Linked DNA regions of Mus musculus: all the other regions are linked to region 3. Evidence: chromatin contacts called from public promoter capture Hi-C data. All regions are on one chromosome and are shown on one strand. The core of a region is the stretch at or near the end of the contact, and the rest is flanking DNA. Distances in the headings are between cores, read along the strand shown. Region 1 overlaps Washc4 (WASH complex subunit 4). Region 2 overlaps Slc41a2 (solute carrier family 41, member 2). Region 3 holds the start of Glt8d2 (glycosyltransferase 8 domain containing 2).

What was found. Promoter capture Hi-C pulls out the DNA fragments that hold promoters and counts their contacts.
Region 1: a promoter capture Hi-C map of liver shows a contact between it and region 3, with 3 times the contacts expected there. The contact joins the enhancer-like site here to the promoter of Glt8d2 in region 3. A contact is called at or near these places in 9 of 39 promoter capture datasets (the C10 cell line, the HPC-7 cell line, cranial neural crest and 6 more), 5 of 115 datasets of contacts at active chromatin or transcription factors (the NIH/3T3 cell line, bone marrow-derived macrophages, differentiating embryonic stem cells and 2 more) and 1 of 9 other capture datasets (macrophages).
Region 2: a contact with region 3 is called in a promoter capture Hi-C map of hippocampal neurons, with 2.1 times the contacts expected there. The contact joins the enhancer-like site here to the promoter of Glt8d2 in region 3. A contact is called at or near these places in 9 of 39 promoter capture datasets (the C10 cell line, the HPC-7 cell line, cranial neural crest and 5 more) and 2 of 115 datasets of contacts at active chromatin or transcription factors (embryonic forebrain and embryonic stem cells).

What each region holds. Positions count from the first base shown.
Region 1 is chr10:83,566,919-83,571,533 of GRCm38.p6, reverse strand. Washc4 (WASH complex subunit 4) reads right to left here. Exons shown (of 33, transcript NM_001033375.2): 15 at 1,441-1,566; 16 at 74-181. Among named protein-coding and RNA genes, the nearest start is that of Washc4, 25 kb to the right of the region's middle. Within about 2 kb of position 1,758, at least 1 of the 459 cell types and tissues checked has an H3K27ac peak or open chromatin away from gene starts, as enhancers often do.
Region 2 is chr10:83,282,278-83,286,550 of GRCm38.p6, reverse strand. Slc41a2 (solute carrier family 41, member 2) reads left to right here. Exons shown (of 11, transcript NM_177388.3): 7 at 2,682-2,829. Among named protein-coding and RNA genes, the nearest start is that of Slc41a2, 53 kb to the left of the region's middle. Within about 2 kb of position 1,545, at least 18 of the 459 cell types and tissues checked have an H3K27ac peak or open chromatin away from gene starts, as enhancers often do. A contact at or near this core is called in hippocampal neurons, where this site is marked.
Region 3 is chr10:82,688,110-82,692,708 of GRCm38.p6, reverse strand. Glt8d2 (glycosyltransferase 8 domain containing 2) reads left to right here and starts at 2,059. Exons shown (of 10, transcript NM_029102.3): 1 at 2,059-2,220.

The DNA.
Region 1 (4,615 bases), core at 509-3,008, 880 kb before region 3:
TCTGGCAAGAAATACAGATAAAACAGCAGAACACGATACCTTCATTAACCTGAATGCATAATAATCTGCATACCTTGGCTACAGAAATAGAACTAAGAGCCTGATGTTGAAGGTGCTGTGTTATATGTGACACCGAATCCGCCACAACCATGCTTCTCCTGTAGAACATATGCTCTATTGCCTAAAAGAAATAAAAGTTAACTTAAAACTTAAATGCAAAATCATTAAAGAAAACCTTCATGACCCTAGGAAAGGAAGGGATCTGTAAATGAGACTAGAGGAGTGTGAAGGTAAAATCAAAACAAACGCACACAGACACACACACATACACAAAAACCAACAAAAATCCACCACTTGGGGCTGCAGAGAAGACTGAAGTCTTTAAGTGTCTGCTTGCTTCACAGGCATTAAGAACCAGGTCTGACTCCCCACACCTACATAAACACCAGGCAGCCATGGCAGCAGAAGCTTATCCCCCCAGTGCCTAGAAGACAGATAGGATCCTGGAGCATGGAGCCTCACTGGTCTCAAACAACAAAGTACATAGCTTCAATATCTCAAGTTGACCTCTGGCCTCCACACTCAGGTGCACATACGCCTATACACAAAGACACACACACACACATACACAGAGACACACAAACATGCTGGAAAAGTCAACTGCAGTAAAATTAAGCACCTGCACTTGTCAAAAGTCATTTAAGGGGTTGGGGATTTAGCTCAGTGGTAGAGCGCTTGCCTAGCAAGAGCAAGGCCCTGGGTTTGGTCCTCAGCTCTGGAAAAAAACAAAACAAAACAAAACAAAACACCACAAACAACAACAAAGTCATTTAAAAAGTAAAATAAAGGGCTGGCGAGATGGCTCAGTGGTTAAGAGCACGAATGCTCTTTCAAAGGTCCTGAGTTCAAATCCCAGCAACCACATGGTGGCTCACAACCATCCATAACAAAATCTGATGCCCTCTTCTGGAGTGTCTGAAGACAGCTACAGTGTACTTACATAGAATAAATAAATTTTTTTAAAAAGTAAAATAAAAAGATAAGACATCTACTAAAAGATTATTTTCTATAAACATTCCAAATTCCAAATATATCAAAAATTTTTTACACAATCAATAGAACCATCCCCAGCAAAGCACAAATAGGTTTTCTCAAACAGCGAATGCACTGATTACCCCAGGGAGCCAAGCTAATCTGAGCACGTTACGTGAGCCTGGCGAGCCAGGCTGAGCTGAGACTGTCAGCACGCACCCTTGTATAAAGTAGTGCCTGTATTAGTCAAGCACGATAGCTCTTCAGAGGTTCTTTTCAATTTTAAGTTCACTTTCTCCCAAGTTTGTATTCTGATGCAACCAGAAAGCAAAACCCGCCAAGAGCATTCTACTGTAGCTGAGGTCATGTCCCCAGTCCTGGTGGCAAAGGAAAACAGCACTGACTTACCTTGAGAAGTTCAATGAGCCTGCATAATGCCTTCACTGAAGTTTTGGTCATAGGCTTCTGCATGGACATGTAGAGATTCATTGTGGTCTTAATAATGGTACTAATACTATATGCATATAAGAAACCCTACAAAAGAAAATAAGCATTGGAATTACAGATTTCATTCAGACTTTGCTCTCCATGTATGTTGTCCATAAGCATGCCAATAGCCAGTATTTCTAAGTCTATTATTTATTACTTCTATGTGTATGGGCATTGTACCTACATGGATGTCTGTGCAATGCATGAATGCAGTGCCTGAGGCCAGAAGCAGGTGTTGGATCTTTTAGAACCAGCGTAATAGGCAGTTATGTGCTGCTGGATTAAACACGGGTCCTCTGGAAGAGTACCCAGCGCTCTTAACATCTGAGTCATCTCTCCAAACACTCAATGTCCCTTTTCAAGCCAATTCTTAAAGAGACAGAAATACTATTCCTGACAACACTGTGAGTTTCAAATCAGCCCTTAATAATTTCCTGAACTATCAAATACCAGACATTTACATATTTACTGGCTTTTAAAAAGCTATTCACTTAAAGAAAATGAAAACCCCTTCAGTAAAATGGTGTGTAAATGCCAGGGAAATACCTGATAATTCATCCGCATCCTAACTGCTGAGGAGACAAGATCCCATCTGCGATGCTCAGAGCAGGGAATCACAGACTAAGGAAACTGACAGGTGGGCAAAGCTGCTTCCCTGAACACTGCAGACATGCAAAGGAGCTTCTGAACCTCGAGCTAACAGCACCCTTCCTCTCTGCCTGGACAGCAGCGCTCAGCCTGTGCGTCAGACACTTACATTGTGCTTCCAAAAAGCAGCACAACCAGGCTACGTACTAACAGAACAATTTCACAGCTGGGGTCACCACAATAGGAGGGTACCCAGCTCAGCAGGTGAAGAACCGCTGGCCCAGCCCAATTCCACAGGCCACCTACTATCTGCCTCTTGTCACTTTCCTCTCATCTAACCCAAGAACTAGAACGCATTCTCTCCTCCTCTTCTGTTAGGAAGGAGCACAGAAGTCTTTTGCTACTTAAAAGTATTTTTTAACTCCTCTAAACTCCAATTCCTCTAAACTCCAGGGAGACTAAATAGTAAGTAAGATAATGAATGGGATTATACATTTAAGAGTGTGTGTGTGTGTCCAGGTGTCCATAGAGGCCACTGGCTCTGCTGGAGCTGGAGTTACTGATGGTTGTGAGGGGTAGAAATCTGAACACAGGCCCTCTGAAAAAGTACCAAGCTCTTTTAACTGTTGGGCCATTTTTCCAGCCCCTCACATGTTTTCATTTAAACCTCCAAAGGATTTGAAACGACAAACACATTCATATACATTTTTCTTTAGTTTCTTTTTAAAGTAAAACAAATTTTGGGGGGCTGGAGAGATGGTTCAGCAGTTAAGAGCACCGACTGCTCTTCCAGAGGTCTTGGGTTCAATTCCTGGCAACCACATGGTGGCTCACAAACATCTGTAATGGGATCTGATGCCTTTTTCTGGTGTGTCTGAAGAGAGTGACAGTATACTCATATAAATAAAATAAATATATCTTTAAAAAAATTTTTTTCATACAGTATTTGGATGTTTTCCCCTTCCCTAGTTCTCTGCAGATCCTCTCTGCCTTCCTACCTACTCAAATAAATACAAAACAACAAACAAAAGCCCACAAAAACCATATAAAACAAAAACGGGAGGGTATGGAGGGGGGCAGAAGTACATATACATATAAAAACATGTAATTTGTTTTATGTTGGCCAACAGCTCCTGGACATGGGCCCTGAATGTGGTTGATTTTTTTCCTTTTGCCAGCAGGTATCAATAGCAAATATTTTCTTGGTTAGGGGTGGGATCCTGTATCCACTTTCCCATCTCACTACTGAAACTCCCTCTGGCTAGAAATTGTAATGGTCTTTTGTGTGATGCCACAGTCTCCGAGCTAACTCTCCTATTCTAGACTTCTCTTTATCAATACATAACACTATATTCTATTTTCCCTTCCTGGGGAGACCCTCCTCTTCCCCCTGGTACCTGACCTCTTAGTTATTCAGATGCAAACACATACTCATCTTCTGAGGGTCTGGGTTACCTCACTCAAAATGTTCTTTTCTAGCTCCATCTACAAATTTCATCATTTTATGTTTCTTAACAGCTGAGCGATATTCCACTGTATAAGTGTCCCCATCTTCATTATCCATTCTTCTGCTGAGGAACGTCTATGCTGTGTCCACTTCCTGGCTATTATGAATAGAGGGGCAGTGACCATGGATGAGCAGGAATCTCTGCAGTAAGATATAGAGTCCTTATTCCCAAGAGCAGATAGCTGGATCTTGAGGTTGACTGATTCCTGACTTCCTGAGGAACCACACTGATTGGCTGTACATGTTTGCACTCCTACCAATGAATGAATGCTCTCCTTTCCCTCATCCTCAACAGCCATCTTCTGTTTTATATCTTGGCCATTCTGAATGGGATTAGATGAAATCCCAAAGTAGTTGTAATTTCTATTTCCCCGATGGCGAAGGATGTAGTACTGCTTTGTTCTCAGCTATCTGTGCCTCATCTTTCTTTGCTTAGCTCTGTACTCCATTTAACTGGGTTATTTTCTGGATGGTCAGTATTTTTAGTCTTTATGTATTTTAGATATTAACCTTCTATCAGACTGGCAATCGGTAAAGATGTTTTCCAGTTCTTTAGCTGTCACTCTGCCCCAGTGATAGAGTCCTTTGAGTCCCTGAGCTTCCCAGCTAATGGACTTCCATTTATTCATCACTGGTCTTTGGGCCAATGCTACCAGTGTCCTGTCCAGAAAATCCTTCTTGTGCCAATGAGTTTAAATCTATTCTTACTTTCACTTCTCAGATTTGGGAAACTGCTCTTATGCTGAGGCCCCTGACTCCTCTGTAGTTGAGTTTTGTACAGTATGGGTCTATTGTACAGTACAGAATGGGTCTACTGAATTTTTCTACATGTATCCATCGCTTGACCAGCACCAACACTTGCTGAAGATACCGTCTTTTCTCCAGTGTCTACTTTTGACTTTTTGTTCAAACGAGGTGTCCACAAGTAGGTGTGTGTGTGTGTGATATCTGGGTCTTCAATTTGATTCCACTGATAACGTGTCTGTTTGTAGGCCACAA
Region 2 (4,273 bases), core at 296-2,795, 590 kb before region 3:
AGCTGCTAATCTCTGTCTGTTGGATTTGCTTCGTTTGGACGTTTCATGCAAATGAGATCATAATGTTCAACCTTTGGTGCCTGGCTTCTTCCATTTAGCATGGTGTTTTCAGGCTTTGCCTGTATTTTCAGAGGAGCCAGGATCCAATCTTCATTGCTGTAGAACATCCCAGTATAGAATGCTAACATGTCGGGGTAACAGTCTCTTGGATGGACATACTGCCCTTTCTTCACTAGCCACTCGGTAAACGGTAAAAGCCTCGGTCATTTCCACTTTTGCGCTTCTGCCGGATAACGCTGCAGTGAGCGTTCACGAGCTTTTATGTGACAATGCCTGTTTTCAGCTCTCTTGGGAGACAGCATTTGGGATTCAGCTCTCTTTTATGTGGATACAGCATTTGGGTCATGTGGTAACTTGGTTTAACGTTTGTGGATCCACATGGGTACTCATTATTTTTAATGTTTTCCTCCTTCAGAACAGGGCAGCAGTGAGTGATGGGGGAGTGCCTTTCTCAGCTTCCTAATCCCTCCTGATATTTAGGATGAGGATAAAGTGGTTAAAGCCTGCAGTTGAGCTTCCGTCTGGACCTGACCATGCCGAGGCGCTCTACCCTGGCAGGAGAGTTCCTTTCTTTTGTGCTTAGTGCTTTGGAGGCTTTTAGCTTCTCCTTGGTGCCATGGAGATTGTTGGCAGCTGTAGGTGTTTTGTGAGTTAGGAATGTTTCCAATGGGTTTACAATAAATTCATGGTTTTTCATCTTTAAAAAAAGCAATAGAGGGGACTAGTGAGATGACTTAGCAGGTAAGGCCCTGCTGCCAAGCCTGTGAGGTGGCTCAGCAGGTAAGGCTGTGTGTGTGTGTGTGTGTGTGTGTGTGTGTGTGTGTGTGTGTGTGTGTATGTGTGTGTGTGTGTCTGTCTGTCTGTCTGTATCTGTGTATCTGTGGGCAGGAGTGTGCATGTGTAGCTGTCTATGTGTCTGTGGGCAGGAGTGTGAGTGTGTGTGTGCTTGCTCGTGCAGCAGTGCTCATGTAGAAGTCAGCGGATAGCTTTCAGGAGTCCATTTTCTCTCACCAGGTTGGTTCAAGGGATCAGATCCTGGTGTCAGGCTTGCCCAGTGTTCTTTACTCTGAGCCTTCTCTCTAGTCTCCTATCTTACATTTTCTTCTGTGTTGTCCTTTTGTAGCCTAGGCCAAACTTGATCTTGGGATTGTGTGTGCACCACTTGATAGACTGTAAAAATTACTTTAGGAACTTAAAAAAATTGTGAGAAAAGGGAGCCAAAGTAAAATATCTCCGAGACTTTCTTGTCATCAGATATTCCAAGCTTCAGTTTTGGTTGGCTGCTCGGGCACCGTGGGCACAGAGCTGTGTCATGTCCAGTTGGCTGCCTGGCACCATGGGCACAGAGCTTTGTCATGTCTGGTTGGCTGCCGGGCACTGTGGGCCCAGAGCTGTGTCATGTCCAGTTCTGTTTCCATACCTAGCACTGCACTTAATTCCTGTGGGCTGTTGTGGCTTAGCTTGAGCTTTGTGAGACCTGGTTCAAGGTTATGCTGGGGAAGTCTAGACTGGGCCTTGTCCCAAGGCCAGTATATCCCTCCCACACTGTCTCAGTGTTGGACAGACCTTTCTCAGGTCTCTGCTGACTGCTCTCAAGAGTTCAAAGGGGCCTCTCCTCTGCATGCTGGGTTTTTAAAAACGATTCTGGCATCTGCAGACTCTGGAGGGTTGTTAGGCTTTCCCTCTTTGTGAACTCACCCTGTGCACAGGACCTGGCCAATCGCTTCCCACGCTCATCTGCCGGATTCCTCTCCTGCTCTGTGCGTGAATTAGTGTTACCTCAGCCTCACTCTCTGAGTCTTTAGTAAGAAGCAGGGGCAACTTGAGGGTTCATTTCTCCCCTGGTCTCTGTTCTTGCAGTGTCTTTTTTCTGGTGTTAGAAGATAATTTACACACACACACACACACACACACACACACACACACACACACACACACAGAGTCATTTCTGACTGTTTAGAAATAGTGTAAATACAGCCAGGCAGACATGGCACATCTTTAATCCCAGCACTTGGGAGGCGGAGGCAGGTGGATCTCTCTGAGTTCCAGGACAGCCAGAGCTACACAGAGAAACCCTGTCTCAAAAACAAACAAACAAAGAAAAGAAACAGCATCACGATATTTTTCTGTGAACTGCCGTGCAGCCAAGCCTGCTGTCAGAAGGTGGAAACAGGTTGGGTGAATGACCCAGACACATGCACAGAGAAGCACTGTGGCCACTCTCCTGCTGCTTGTCATCCGTTCTGGTGGCCTTTGTTTACTCTTGTGTAGGATGCATTGTCATCCCATATTTGTGGAATTAATGTGTTTTTCTTTCAGTTACATTAGTTGATATTTTAAAAGAGCATCTTACTGTGTAGCACAGGCTGGCCTGGAGTATTCTGTAGCACAGGCTGGCCTTAAACTTGTGGTTCCCCAGCTCCAGCCTCTGAGGGCTGGGTTAGGGGGGTGGGCCACTGTACCTTGCATTGAGTTTTATCTATAGATCTACATTTTAAGTATGTAGAAAATATAAGACAGTTAGTATGTTTGATAATAAATCTGGTAAAGTGTTTCTTTTGATCGTTTAGGTTTGCTGTTGGAAAGAAGAGGGGTTAAATGTTTCTCTTTCTTTCTTCTAGAGACATATTATTACATTTCCCCATTAGTGTGTGCCTTTTTCTTGGCTCTGACTCCTATCTGGATTATAATAGCTGCCAAGCACCCAGCTACCAGGACAGTGCTCCACTCAGGCTGGGAGCCTGTCATAACAGCCATGGTTATAAGCAGGTGAGTGTTGGGGTGGGAGAGGGAGGGAAGGAGGGAAAGGGGACAGAGGGGAGAGCGATCGTGGTCTGTGTAGGTATGTACATACTAAAAAAATTTCTTGGACTGGAAATGAGGCATCCGTTAGATGAAGCCTAACACAGTTGCAGTATGGAATATTAGCCTCCCAGAAAGACACTGTTAGGCATCTGTTTCTATGGAAAGATGTTCAGTCCACACTTAATGAAAACTGTAGTCTGGGGAACTAAGGCTTGTCCTGTTAAGTGTGGTAAGCTAAGAGTCTTAGGCAGGGTCTGGATTTGGGTAATACACAGGTCAGAATCCAGCTTGGAAGAAGAGCTAGAGGATGACAGCTGTGCCTCTGTTCTCAAGACCAGCCACACAGTGTAGTGGACAGAGAGCAGAAAAAAACTCTTAAGAATTAAGAGAAAAAAAAACCCAACTGTATGGAAATGATGGATAATTGCTTCATAGGTTTGCTGTATCAAGATGGGCTCGCCATGATTGACAGGATACAGAGAGAAGGGACTTGTGGAAGCTGTGAGGAGCATCCTCTTCTGCCATGAGAGGAAGTCACCAAGGAGAGGTCTAACACTGACACTAAGAGACAGCATTTAAGCATGCTACTTAGAAACATAGAAGCTACAGTGGAAACACATCCTTAGTGCACAGAAGGTCTGGGGATGGGGCAGGAACTACTGTGATGATGTCAGAGCTTTGGCTCTGCTGTTTTGACTGTCAAGTCTATCCTGTGACAGCATCTGGCTCATCTTGCTTGCAAGTAGATGGCATTTCTTAGGACATTTGGCCAACAGGGTCCCGTGGCACTGTCTTATAGTGTGTAAGCCACAGACTGAAGGTAACCAGCTAATACAACCTTCAGGATCGTAACCAAGCCTCCAAGTTCTACTGACATACTGAAAGTGAATGACTTGCTGCTGTGTTCTATTAAAGCAACCGTCTTGCTTGCCAGACTTCTCAAGCTCAGCTCTCTGTGGTAATACGGTTATAATCTATCTAGTTTTAGCACAATAGAAATCACCCTTTAATGCCTACTTAGTTAAAAAATGAAAAATGCGGGCTGGCGAGATGGCTCAGCGGTTAAGAGCACCGACTGCTCTCCCGAAGGTCCTGAGTTCAAATCCCAGCAACCACATGGTGGCTCACAACCATCTGTAATGAGATCTGATGCCCTTTTCTGGTGTGTCTGAAGACAGCAACAGTATACTTACATATAACAATAAATAAATATTAAAAAAAATGAAAAATGCAGTTAGTTTTTGAGTTGTACAGTAATAGATGACAGTATTGTTTGATCACCTTCGAGGCTAAGATGGTGAATCTCTAGGAGGTTGAGGCTATCCTGGTCTACTAGCAAGCTCCAGGCCAGCCAAGGCTATATAGTGAGACCCTTTCTCAAACAAAACAAAACAAAACAAGATATTGT
Region 3 (4,599 bases), core at 810-3,309:
GCACCAGCAATACTTGTTTCCATTTATTGGGGCTTTTCTGAGTATTTTACATCATAATGGAGTTTCTTTGTCTTTTCTTTTTTTCTTTTCTCTTTCTTTTTCTTCTTTTCTTCCTTCCTTTCTTCCTTCCTTCCTTCCTTCCTTCCTTTCTTTCTTTCTTTCTTTCTTTCTTTCTTTCTTTCTTTCCTTCTTTTTTTTTTTTTTTTTGAGATAGGGTTTCTCTGTGTAGCCCTGGCTGTCCTGGAACTCAATCTGTAGGCCAGAATGGCCTCCACCTCAGAAATTCACCTGCCTCTGCCTCCAGAGTGCTGGAGTTAAAGGGTTGTGTCGCCACTGCTCAGGAGAGACATTTTTTTTAAAGCCCTTACTTTAACTGACCAGACCAGATCTTTATGCCCTGGAACCCAGTCACCACCACCTGGCATGCACGATACATTTTCACCCTTGGTTCTGTTAGGCCTCTTCTAGCAGAACTCCTAATAGATGGAGAGACTGAAAACCTGCAATAGTAAATAAATCTAACAACTGAGCTCCAGTGTACCCTTGCACCATTGAGGTGTCACTGATGGCCTGAGTTTCTTTTTCTTCTCGTTTACATCATAAGGAGGAGGAATCCACCATACAAGATGGAAATGCTGGTCATAGATAAGAAACCTCTTGTGTCCTCAAGGCATGGCAGGAATAGGAGAGAAAGGGACTGGGAGTCATACATTAGGGACCAGAGGAAAGGGTTCGAAAATAATGACCAGAGAGATTTCAGTTAATATGAGAAGTAGGTCCTATGAAAACAGTTACTATTTCAGTCTTGAAACTCATGCCAATCATCCACTTATCCAATAGTAGAATAATTCAATGCCAGGCATCCTCTTGAGTAGATGAGAGGTACAGATGAGGTGATCTTGGGAGTGAACTGAACTGAACAGGCATCAGCCTACAGTCCTGTTTGTGGTACTGCCTTGGGACCTGTCTGAGGGACCACTCTACCACATCTGATACCCTCATGAGTGGGCAATGTGACTCCCAGAAGGCATGGTTATCAAATGAAAATCCCAGGCATGTGATAACACCCTATGAGTCAATGGTTATGGGAGGCCAGAGTCTCCCCAAACGATACGAACTATGACAACTGCATTGAGTGCTAAGCGCTAATCTGGACTCTATATCAACTCTTCGTCTCTATGTGAGGCTCAAGGAATATCACAGAAGAGAAGGCTGAAAGAATTTAAAACTTGGAAAATTGTGGCCGTGGTTAAGAGCACTTGCTGCTCTTTCAGAGGACCCAAATTTGGCTGGAATCTGAAATGTGGAGCAAAATTTAGCTTACCTAACACACTGAGAGAACAAAATGAAGCAGAAGGTATGAATCTGTTTTTATCAATGTTCAAAGTTCCATGTGATTGGAAGGAAGTGACTGCTTGTGATGGAGGCAGCCATCGAGGAGTTCCTTATGAAAGTTAGAGAGAAGCCATTGTGGAATATGTTCCATGATCCTGGGCAAAGCTCTGGTACCATTCCTACATTTCTGGGGATCAACTGCAAAACCACAGAACAGCAGTGTTGCCACCAAGTCTGCCCCCTGACTGATGCCTCTCCCCTCCAGAGGGAATACACCCCACCTGGAAGCTTCTGTCTTTATCACAGCCTCAATAAAAGACGATGGTTGTCTGAGACATGATTTGCCATGGTAACATTTCAACACACAGGAGATTTCAAAGATTCTCAGCAAGAACCTGGCTGAAATTAGAAATTTACACTAGACGCACGACGGTATAAATTCACTTTCCAAACATTTGTTCTTCCCTAGGTTTGCAGCTTTTACTCCAGAACAGCCCTGTTTTGCTGAGAGTTTCACACGCAGACTGCAAGAGAAAGCCGAGAGAGGAAGTCTGCCCCAGCCAGCCAACCTGCCCTGCCTTCAGGACGAGCACATCTGGAAGCGTTTCAGGAGCAGCCTCTGCCTGCACAAGGCTTGGGTTCCCAGAGGCTGCAGGAGTGGAAGAAACCCGAGCCATTCAGGCAACGCAAGCGCAAGCGGAGGTGGGTGTGGACGGCTGAGGCACACTCAGGGCTCGCAAGCCATTTGGGATTTCCAATGGGATCTGGGAAGCAGCTGAAGCAACAGGCAGCTTAGTGGTCCCGCGAGGCCAGCCGCAGTTTGAATGCTCAGCTCTGCAGCGGTTCTGGACCAAGTTGCCCAAAGCCTACCCTCACATCCATCAGGTAAATACAGCAATTACAAGCAAGATAATCTTTCCATTTCACCCTTTCTGTCTACACCACTTGTTTATTTTGCTGTGAACTCAGAGAAGTAACTCGGAGGAGGCAGACTGCCCCCTTCACAGCCTCAGCCTCCAGAAGCCCCCTAGTTTGTAATGTAACATCGTAAAGAACCTTTCTATTGCAGCAAACCCAAGACGCTCACTGTATAAGCTTTTCACATCTTGCTATTTTTGCAGAGCAGAGGCTAGCCCTATTCTCCCATCTCTGCCCTAATGGTGATTTGTTTGTTCGTTTGCATTGGATTTTAAGTTGCATTGGGGATCAGGAGTTAGACATGACAGAGATCAGTGTTCGCATTTAATGTGAGTCTGTTTCTGAGCCAAAATGACATAACTGAGTTATGATTCATGTTTTTGGAATCTGTCCTGAGAAACTCTTCAGGGGCCTCCATACCCAATAAGAGAACTGGCAGTTAATTCTGTGGTTTTGTTGTGGTATGGGAGTCACAGTGTTTGATTTAGCATCCAAAGACGCAGGATGTTTGTCCTATGCAGCCTGCTGGCCAATAGGACGCTGGTGGGTTGGTTTTGCCTTTTTTTTTTTTTTTTTCTTCTCGAAATGTTTTGGTATTGCGCTTCTTCGAAATATCCTTTTGGTATTACATAATGGAATTCTAGTTCTCCCTCTGATACAGCCAACAACAGAGCTGTGCCCTACAGTAATGAAAGTGTGGGCTGTGTGCCACCTGGGAAGACTTTCATAAGCCTGATTCTGGTCATATCTCATCCATGTGCCTACATTTTCCTATCTGCAAAATGGAAATAAAGTGATACAATGTAACATGTGACACACAGATACAAAGTAAATGTGGCACATAGGGCCAGCTTCCCTGGCAATGCTGATAATGACAATGAAGGTCACAGAAGTGACACATGCTGAACTGGACAGGTCCCTGCCCCGGACATTCTGATGTTTTTGAGTGTTCCTCATCTCCCAACATGTTTTTTCCCCAGGACCCTGCTTTCTTCATCCTTCCACAATAATACCTAAACCCTCCATCTCTCTCTCTCTCTCTCTCTCTCTCTCTCTCTCTCTCTCTCTCTCTCTTTCTCACACACACACACACACACACACACACACACACACACACACACACATCTCCGCTCTTCATCCTCCTCTCTGAAAGGCATGTTCACTAAGTCACCGTTTTCATTCCTCATTCCCAAGAAACATCGTTCTCTTATTGCTTCCTTGATGTCAGAATATTTCAAAGGATGTTTAAGAGGATGTAGTCCCACTGGAGAAGGAGCTCCAAGCCCCTTCAGACAGAGCAAAAACTAGAAAAACACTTTAAAGGTCCTGAGAAATATCTCAACAAAGAATGCCACTTAAGGACATTTTAGCATGTGGCAGTTCCCAAACTTGAGTCATTTTATCACATACATGAACATGGCTTGGCACATGCTCTGGTACTCGCTGTTCTGACCACACTTGTTTTCATGTTGGCTCCTTTATGAAATCCTATTTGATAGCACTTCTGGTGAGCAGCCACGGGGGTGCTGTGTTCTTCCTCTAAATGCGATGTCTGTGGTTCCAAAAGTTCAAGCGCTTAGGACTTGACCCTTAAGTCAGTTTGGGGAGATGGTATAGAAGCTTTGGGGGTGATGGTGCCCTATGGGAGACGTTCACAGCACGCGAGGTATCTCTTGTTCAGTTACACTGCTCATGACGTTTCTCCCAGTGCATTAAGCATAGTCTCTAATGTTGAAATCATTCAACAGCAGCTTGTGGGCACCTTTGTCTTTATTTCCCTCTTACCTTTGGACAACCAGGTCTTTCCCAGCACCATGGCAGATCTGATTAATCAATAATTATCTCTACTCTTCTAAAGTAAGAGCCTGGTGGTAGCTTTAGATTTCTCTCTATCAACTGATTGGCATTGACATGTAAAATAAATCTTTGGGGCTCTGAATTTTGAGGTATTTTCCTTCCCACTTTTGTCTTTTCTTCCTAGACAGAGCTAATCTACCCTTGGCCACTGCCTGGTCTGAAAGAACTCTTCTCAGGTCTTCCCAGGAACTGCTAAGGCAGCTATCCATGCACCATCCCCAGGGCTGGGGGCTTTGAACAACATTGTTTCTCAGGGCTAGCCTAGCTCTCTGTGCTCTGCTTTATGTCCTAGGCAAGGCCTGAGGCCCTCTGTCTTCTTGCTTCTCTTGAAGCTGCCACTGTTCAGGACTTTGCCTTGGGAGTTCTTCGGTCCATCATTGACATTTGATACCTCCCAAAGCTGCCTCCAGCTGTAATGAAGACAGGGTGACAAGCTTTTCTACACTGAATGATTATTGACTTTTATCATACTGAAAACATGACTCAGAT